Regions from separate parts of the Zea mays genome. Here all the other regions are linked to region 1. A link is a contact called in public Hi-C data. All regions are on one chromosome and are shown on one strand. The core of a region is the stretch at or near the end of the contact, and the rest is flanking DNA. Distances in the headings are between cores, read along the strand shown. Region 1 holds the start of LOC103643322. Region 2 holds the start of LOC100284057. Region 3 holds the start of LOC103643324 (probable alpha,alpha-trehalose-phosphate synthase [UDP-forming] 9).

Region 1 (2,700 bases), core at 166-2,665:
TTCCAAGCAAACTCAGCAATTGATTCACAGCGTCACTAACCGACCTTATTAGTTGGAACTTGGAACATGGAACACCGCACACTGTACAAAAAGTGAGGGATACTGCTAATGTGATATTTTTTTGGGTAAAACGGTCGAAGGCATTCAACAGTTGATAACTAGAAACTTGCCAAATTTAGGGCATCATTTTAACAGGCTAAACAAGCAAGTTCAGCTATGTACTGTAATTAATTAGTACGTAATGTCTAACTACCTGCTCAGTTATGTACTTTAATTAATTAGTACGTGTTGTCTGTCTACCTGCTCAGTTATGTACTTTAATTAATTAGAAAGAGCAGCATATTGAGCTTACCAGAAACACCACCGTGACCGTGAGCGACACCACCAGGAGCAGGGAACTTGCCATCAGGACGGTCAGGCCGGTCAGCGCGGCCGCGGCGATAGCACCGCACGAGGACGGCGAAGCTTCCCTCGGAGTCAACGTCACTCTGGAGGTCCGGCGCGAGCGGCTCGAGCCAGCCGATGGACCAGTCGGAGCCGTCGGAGTCCGAGTCAGACAGGCAGCCGTCACCGTCGGACTGCACGATAACCATGCCGTGCTCGCCATCGACCTTCGCCTCCACGCGGCCACCGCGACGGCGGCTCTTGCCCTTACGCCGCTGTGCCGCGCCAGAACCAGGGTCTGGATCCCGGAACCCCGACGGGGAGTCCGGGAAGAGGCCTTCCGTCAAGGCCGTGCTCCCCGCCGGTGGCTCGCGGCCTCTAGGATTTCTAGTTCTGCTCCCCGGCCATATCCACTGGGAGAAGCGGCTCAGCGACATGGCCATTATGGGGAAAGAAAGAAATAAAAGAATGCTCGGGTCCTATCCGGGTGGAAATTGAGGGCAAAACTGACAAAATCAAAGTAAAGCAACAGAATAATCTGCGAGGAAGCCTTATCTTCTTCAAGAACTAACTAGACATCTGTCTCAACAAAAGTAGATTGGCAAAGGCGCTGCCTTTAAAGGAAATCAACAAGGTTGGATCGAGTGGAACGAAAGAAATCGCTGATAATTATATAGTGGTTGTTTCTCGGCGCAAATCAGAGGAGCAAGTAGAAAGCAACGGTAGTTTAAGAGTTTCTGAGACGAAATCTATCACCCGAAAAAATTGTCTCCACTCCACAGAAACGAGATGAACCAAGAACAGGCTGATTATAAAAGCCTCAAGGAGAGAAGGCGAGAGAGATTCGGCAACCGAAGAGATGGGAAGAGCTGAAAAAGGTTGTTGCGAGGTCGCCACGAGAATCTTGGGGTGGTGGAACCCGCTCCCTAGATTCGGATCTTTAGGTGTGGGGAAGAGGGAGAGTCGGAGCCAGAGAACTGCGTGACAACGAAGAAGAGGGGGCCTAGGACGCCGACGACCCAGATTGCGAGCCCAGCTTGGGGGAGATAGATCTGGGCCGTCTGCTGGGCGTGGCCCACGGCAACCAATCGTCCGCATGGAACGGATCCTTGCACGACTGATCGTCGGCCGTCCGACGTGCGAAGCAAGTTTCCGCTGCCGTTGGGAACTTGGGATTGTCGTCTCCTGCCACTTGTGTTGTGCGTGCTGGGCATGGGCTCATCATGGCATGCTCGTGATCGTCACTAAACAGTAATGTAACGTTTCTCTATCATCGACAGTGAGAGCTCATTTTAAAGAAACTGGAGCTTCGGAGGACTACAGAAGAAGAACGTCAGGAATAGGTCAAGGAGCTGACAGGAACGTCTACCCTGCTAAGGCTATCCGGAGCAGTTTTACCTTAGACCAACTCCAGCAACACTCCACATCCCACTCCGCATCCGCATTATACACGCTCTGAGTCACTATTTCGCTCTTCAGCAGCCTCCGCATCCGTCTCCGCAAAACAGACGCCGTGTACCTGCACTCCCCTTTTCCACGGTTTCTCTCTCCTCTCCGCAGAAGACTGCATGCGCCACCTCCTGCTCGCGGGCCCCGGCTGTCATAGACTCCGCATACAGTCTATGACAGCTGGGGCCCGCGAGCAGCTGGGGCCCTACATCTTTACTTACCACAGTGCCACAGTGGTTCCCCTACAAAATCCCCCTAAACCCCACCATACTATTAAAATATACATTTCGCTACAACTTCCTCAACTATCATCCTTCTATTTTCTTTTATTCTTTTATTCCCTTTGTTTAGACGCATGCAAGTATATGAGATATTGACACATAATATCATTTTTCATAGAACATTATTTCTCCATCAATTACCATACCAACCATTCAACATTATTTTTCTTTTTATTTCTATCGAAATTGTATTTGACATCTTCCAGACACACGCCCACGGTAACAGAAATCTTCACTCCCCACACGCCCACGGCAACAGAAATCCCCACTCCTCATTCCTTTCTTCTACAAAGCTCCACCAACAGATCTCGAGAAGCTGCTCGCTGCTTTCCGCATTTCTGTGCCATCATGGGAACCGTGGAGCAGAGAGCGGCAGAAAGCAGCGAGCAGGATGCAGATCCGAGACACGTCGTCTTCTTCCCCTCGCCCCGGCTCCGTCTGCACGCTCAGTCGGGCATCGAACATCCTCTGTGCCGTCATGGCGTGTCGAGCACGATGCACGCCACCGGTCACTATCGTCGGCACCTCCTGCCTCCCCTCTCTAGCGAGCCTCGATTTCAGCAGTAGCGCACGAACGAGATGACGG
Region 2 (2,700 bases), core at 94-2,593, 310 kb after region 1:
CATAAATTTTGAAGTTGTGCAATGCTTCAATAGTTCAAATAATAATCATTGTAGTTAAATTTCTTACAAGTATTGTAGATGAACGGAATGGTTAACCCGTATACACTTCTTTAAAATCATTAATTCGTACTTTATAGATACAAAACATATTGTTTTAACAAGTAACACCACATGTCCGTCATGCGGGTACCTCTATATTTGTTACATCTTTATGTGTACCAATATGATTATAGACCATATATGTCCTACAAAATGATGTGCCTCAAGCTGATGCAACACCTCGCAAAATTGCCTTTAAAGTTCCTCTTCGTCTTTATGCAGAAAGAACACTTATATCATTTTATATGTAAGTATCTACTAAATCAACTTATATCACTCATCTAAGCAATTATGATTATTGACAAATACAATTAAATTTAACTTAATTACAATTAAAAACGCGCGCTGGCGTGCGCCAGTTACTAGTTTTAATATAAAGCGCGAGGTCACAATAAATACAAGAAAATATAATACAATAATAAAATTACCATCATGTACTTAAATAAAGCACTTTCAAGTCTAGTAGCATATGACTATAGAATCAATGCATGCATGATGACAGGCTTTTGCATTCTTAGCGTACTCATGTTACTTGACATAGTAAACATAATTAGTGTCCTTCTAATCCTTCTCAAGTTTTCAGGCGAATTATGAATACATGTATCAAAAATAACAATTCATAAAAGCTATAAATATAAACCATAAAAGCTTCAAACAACTCTAAACTATGTAGCATTAGATATATCTTGATTTTACAAAAATAATAAAATTAGTTTTGTAATTTTCTAAGTTAAGATAATTTTATTATGTATTTACAAAGATTAGTTTAGATTTGATATATTTTAAAAAGCACTGTATATTTTATTGATGGTAAAATAATACGGTAATTTTTGGAAACGGCTGAAAGATGGAAAGATATTTAAACCGTTTTTGTTTGGAACAATTGGATCTATACCATTAAAAGATCCAAACTTTAGATATATACCATGGATCTTACATGTCATTGACTCATGTGGACCCACATGTAAGTGAGATAGTAATGGTATGAATCCAAAGTGGTGATCTTTTAATGGTATGGATCCAAATTTCCCTTTTTGTTTTGGTATCGTAATATTTCTATCGATTTTGTTTCCGTTTTCGTTTTTATTTAGCTCTGAATTTTGATAAAGTTTTGAAAACTAATATTATCTTTTTCGTTTTCATCCCAGACACATCAGCTCTCACTGTACGCACGTCACCACAAATTGTGTGTGCCTTGGCGTGTCGTGGAGGCCCCGGGCACGCACGCCGCACAGTGGCATCAGCTCTCAGTGCGCGCACGTCACCACAAATTGTGTGCCTTGTCGTGGAGGCCCCGGGCACGTACGCCGCACAGGGCACACCTGCTCCCTCCGGCCTGCTCTGCTCACTGCTTTGATTCCGCTTCGGCGCTTCGCCGCCTCCGGTTTTCTCTCCGCGCCTCCAGTCTCCAGGGACGCACCACCTCTCCCAAGTCCCAATCTCCCATGGCGGCGCTGGGCACGGCGATCACCCCCGCAGCAGCTACCACGGCGCCGTGCTGCTATAATCGGCATCCGCGGAGCCACATCACGGCGCGCCGTAACCGGGTTGCCTCCGCGAGGAGGCTTGACCTGTGCGCCAGCTCCTCACCTGCCGTCACCGCTCCCGACATACCAGACGAGGCGCTGGTGGTGAGCTCCCCGGACCCGCCCCGCCGCGCTGAAGCATTCCGTCGAGCAGGCGGAGAACCCGCCCACTCAGAAGTCCACACACTCCGCTGAGAAGGCGGCTAGTTAAAAGCATGCTTTCCTTTTCAGGAACCCTTGGTGGCGCCGGCGCCGGAGACGAAGCTCAGGAAGCTGGCGTGTCCAATCTGCTACTACCCCCTGGCGAGCTCGAGCGATCAGTTGGAGTAAGTGGTCTTTCCTCCCCATTTCGTCCCGCATTACCTGACCTGCCACTGCTAACTGGTTATCACGCAGGTTCTCAAATTGATGGTTGTTTGTTCATCTCCAGTGATGCTACCAGTCTCGAATGTCCAACGTGCAAGAAATGCTACCCCAACAAGCAAGATTACTGGGATCTTACAGTGTCAGTTGGTTCGACAGAGTACTCCGAGTCCATGCCAGTGGCAACAGAGTTGTTTAGGTAAAGAGGTTCGTTTGTTTCTTCTGGGATTAGCTGTCCTGCTATGTTTGGGAGCAAGAGGATTAGAGAACATTGGAGGGCTAATATCCTTTTGCTATTCAATTGATTGAATAGTAAGGGGATATTAGTCCCTTCAATCCGCTTCTCCTAGACACATCCCAAATCTAGGTGAAATGAGGAGGCGAGGAAATTAATTAACAGATGAAATTGATCTTCCGTGGCTTAAAATTATAGTGTCTGAAGGACCGGTGAGATGACTAGAGAGAGGTGAATGGGAGCCTATCAAATTTTGCTGCTTAGAACTGGAAATTAAGCACTTAAATTTAATCGAGATGAAGAAATCGCTCAAACCAAAAGCACATTAGCCAACCAGTGATCTCATGATTTTGAAATGTTTTTATGACTCACACGAGACCAAATCGAAAGGCTCGCAAATCGAACACCGAAAAGTCAAAATCGGTTCAAAATGTTAGAATACCCGTTTAGGGCGTTTAGGGTTTGGGGTTTTCCCCG
Region 3 (2,700 bases), core at 11-2,510, 380 kb before region 1:
ACTACTTGGCATGGTCAGCTAACTGGGGCAAAATCTTGGGCTTTATGATCACAGTGAGACATCACACACTGTAATCTTGTTGGGAAATAGAATGTTCTAACCAATGAGGAAAAAGCTGATGGCTCATGGCTATCGATATACAGGACATGACTAGTTTCTTGGTGAAGAAAAGAATAGTATTATTCTAACTCCATAGTAATCACATTTCTGGCTTTCCATCGCTAGAAATGCATAGGAAGTAAAAAAAAATCTCAACGAAAATAGCAAGTAACGTGCCTAAAGATGAACCGAGTGTCTGAATCTAAACCGGTGGTTGATTTATTGCGTGAAACGAACAGATCAACAGTGAAAGGACACATCCTAAAATTGATCAAACTGAAACAAAACGGCACGATATGCTTATAGATAGAACAATGTAACAGCGAATACCAAAGGACACATCCTAAATTTCACGCCCGGTTCGAGAATACAAAAACGACCAAACATGCCCAGTGTTTTGTACGGTAGTGCAGTAATAACTAAAGATCAAAAAATCTTTACGACAAAAGAGGAATGGGATGGGAATGTAAGATTAGAAAGTTTTGAAGAAGATTGCAAAAGCAGCATCAAATTTGTTTGAATCCCCCTTCACGTTACATATCATTTCAAACGAACGGTAGCCAAAACCAAATCAACTTCTCACAGGAGACCAGACAGAGAAGCAGATTGCAGCCACTCGCGACGAATGAAAAAAAAAGAATTTCACAAAATCCCTAAACCAAAATCGCCGCTGCATCCAGTTCAAAACTGCTGCCAAGATCGAACCTTCTACAGCCAGCAGCCCTACAACTGGAAACCCGAAGAAACAGCAAAAGGTAAATGAAAGCACGGCGCAAGCCGGTGCTCACCCAGATCAAACGAGACGCGCTCACTCTTCGATCGTGGCCCTTCCCTTCCTCCTCTCCTTCGCCTCAGCTTCGTCACCGAATACTTGGTCCACCGGCTTGTTTTGCTCCAGCTTCCTCGCTCGCTCGCTCGCTTCTCTCGCCCTCCTCCTATGAGAACATTAGACTGGAGTTGGGAGAGAGGAACAGATAGAGACGGGGACGCGGCCACGCGGGCGAGGTTAAAGAAATTGTTAGAATAGGAACCCATACCCTAATCAGGGGTTGGGAGTGGTATTAAATAGGGAGAGTAACTGGGCCAAGGCCCATTACACAGGGGTATAACGGTCATTACACAGGGAATAGCACAAACCCTAGACGGGTAGTCTAACACCCCCCGCAGTCACAACTCTATCCTGTACAGATGTTGAGACTGGATCGGAAGTCTAAAAAGACACTCGACGGTAACCCCTTGGTAAAGATGTCGGCGAACTGAAGCGTGGTGGGGACGCTGAGAACGCGGACGTCACCGGCAGCGACACGCTCGCGGACGAAGTGCAGGTCGATCTCCACATGCTTCGTGCGCTGATGCTGCACGGGGTTGGTAGAGAGGTAGACCGCGCTGACGTTGTCGCAGTAGACGAGGGTGGCGCGCTGGAGGGGACTGTGGAGCTCGTGGAGGAGCTGGCGCAGCCAGGAGGCCTCGGCCACGCCATTGGCCACGGCACGGTACTCGGCCTCAGCGCTGGAGCGAGAGACGACGGGCTGCCTCTTGGCGGCCCAAGAGACGAGGTTGGCGCCCAGGAAGACGGCGTAGCCGGAGGTGGACCGACGCGTGTCGGGACAGCCAGCCCAGTCAGCGTCGGTGTAGACCACGAGCTCCGACGTCGGGGATGGGCGGAGTAGGAGACCGTAGTCGAGGGAGCCGCGGAGGTAGCGTAGAATCCGCTTGAGCGCAGTGAGATGGGGCTCCCGCGGAGTGTGCATATGCAGGCACACCTGCTGGACGGCGTAAGCGATGTCGGGCCTGGAGAACGTGAGGTACTGGAGCGCGCCGGTGAGGCTCCGGTAGGACGTCGCGTCGGCGACCGGAGGCCCGTCGTCCTCAGAGAGCTTCGCCTGAGTGTCGACAGGCGTGGAGCAGGGCTTGCAGTCAGACATGCCAGCCCGCTCCAGGATGTCGATGGCGTACTGGCGCTGGTGGAGGAAGAGACCCTGGGGCCGACGTTCGGCGGTGACGCCGAGGAAGTGGTGGAGGGGCCCCAGGTCCTTCATCGCGAACTCTCGCTGAAGGGCGACGATCGTGCGCTGAAGGAGGTCGGCGGTGGATGCCGTGAGCACAATGTCGTCGACGTAGAGCAGGAGGTAGACGGTGTCGTCGCCGCGCCGGTAGATGAACAGGGACGTGTCCGACTTGGCCTCGACGAAGCCGACAGAGGCCAGGTAGGAGGCGAAGCGGCTGTACCAAGCCCGTGGCGCCTGCTTGAGGCCGTACAAGGATCGGTTCAGCCGGCAAACCAGGTCCGGACGGTCAGCGTCGACGAAGCCGGTGGGCTGGCTGCAGTAGACAGTCTCCGTCAGAGTGCCATGGAGGAAGGCATTCTTGACATCGAGCTGATGGATCGCCCAGTCGCGGGAGAGGGCGAGGGAGAGGACGGCGCGAACAGTGGCGAACTTGACGACAGGGCTGAAGGTCTCGTCGTAGTCCACTCCGGGGCGCTGGGTGAAGCCCCGAAGGACCCAACGGGCCTTGTAGCGGTCGAGGGAGCCGTCTGAGGTTAGCTTGTGGCGAAATAGCCACTTGCCGGTGACCACGTTGGTGTCTGGTGGACGCGGC

Evidence for each region. A called contact is a pair of places that touch in the nucleus more often than the background predicts.
Region 2: a contact with region 1 is called in a Hi-C map of endosperm, with 2.6 times the contacts expected there. The contact joins the promoter of LOC100284057 here to the promoter of LOC103643322 in region 1. A contact is called at or near these places in 2 of 25 Hi-C or Micro-C datasets (ear and endosperm).
Region 3: a contact with region 1 is called in a Hi-C map of ear, with 2.4 times the contacts expected there. The contact joins the promoter of LOC103643324 here to the promoter of LOC103643322 in region 1. A contact is called at or near these places in 2 of 25 Hi-C or Micro-C datasets (ear and tassel).

What each region holds. Positions count from the first base shown.
Region 1 is chr1:223,143,193-223,145,892 of Zm-B73-REFERENCE-NAM-5.0, reverse strand. LOC103643322 reads right to left here and starts at 1,415. Exons shown (of 2, transcript XM_008666473.4): 1 at 353-1,415. The coding sequence starts at 827.
Region 2 is chr1:222,835,170-222,837,869 of Zm-B73-REFERENCE-NAM-5.0, reverse strand. It overlaps LOC100284057, which reads left to right and starts at 1,343. Exons shown (of 9, transcript NM_001156955.2): 1 at 1,343-1,730; 2 at 1,857-1,951; 3 at 2,056-2,187. The coding sequence starts at 1,545.
Region 3 is chr1:223,518,929-223,521,628 of Zm-B73-REFERENCE-NAM-5.0, reverse strand. LOC103643324 (probable alpha,alpha-trehalose-phosphate synthase [UDP-forming] 9) reads right to left here and starts at 1,260. Exons shown (of 4, transcript XM_008666475.3): 1 at 888-1,260.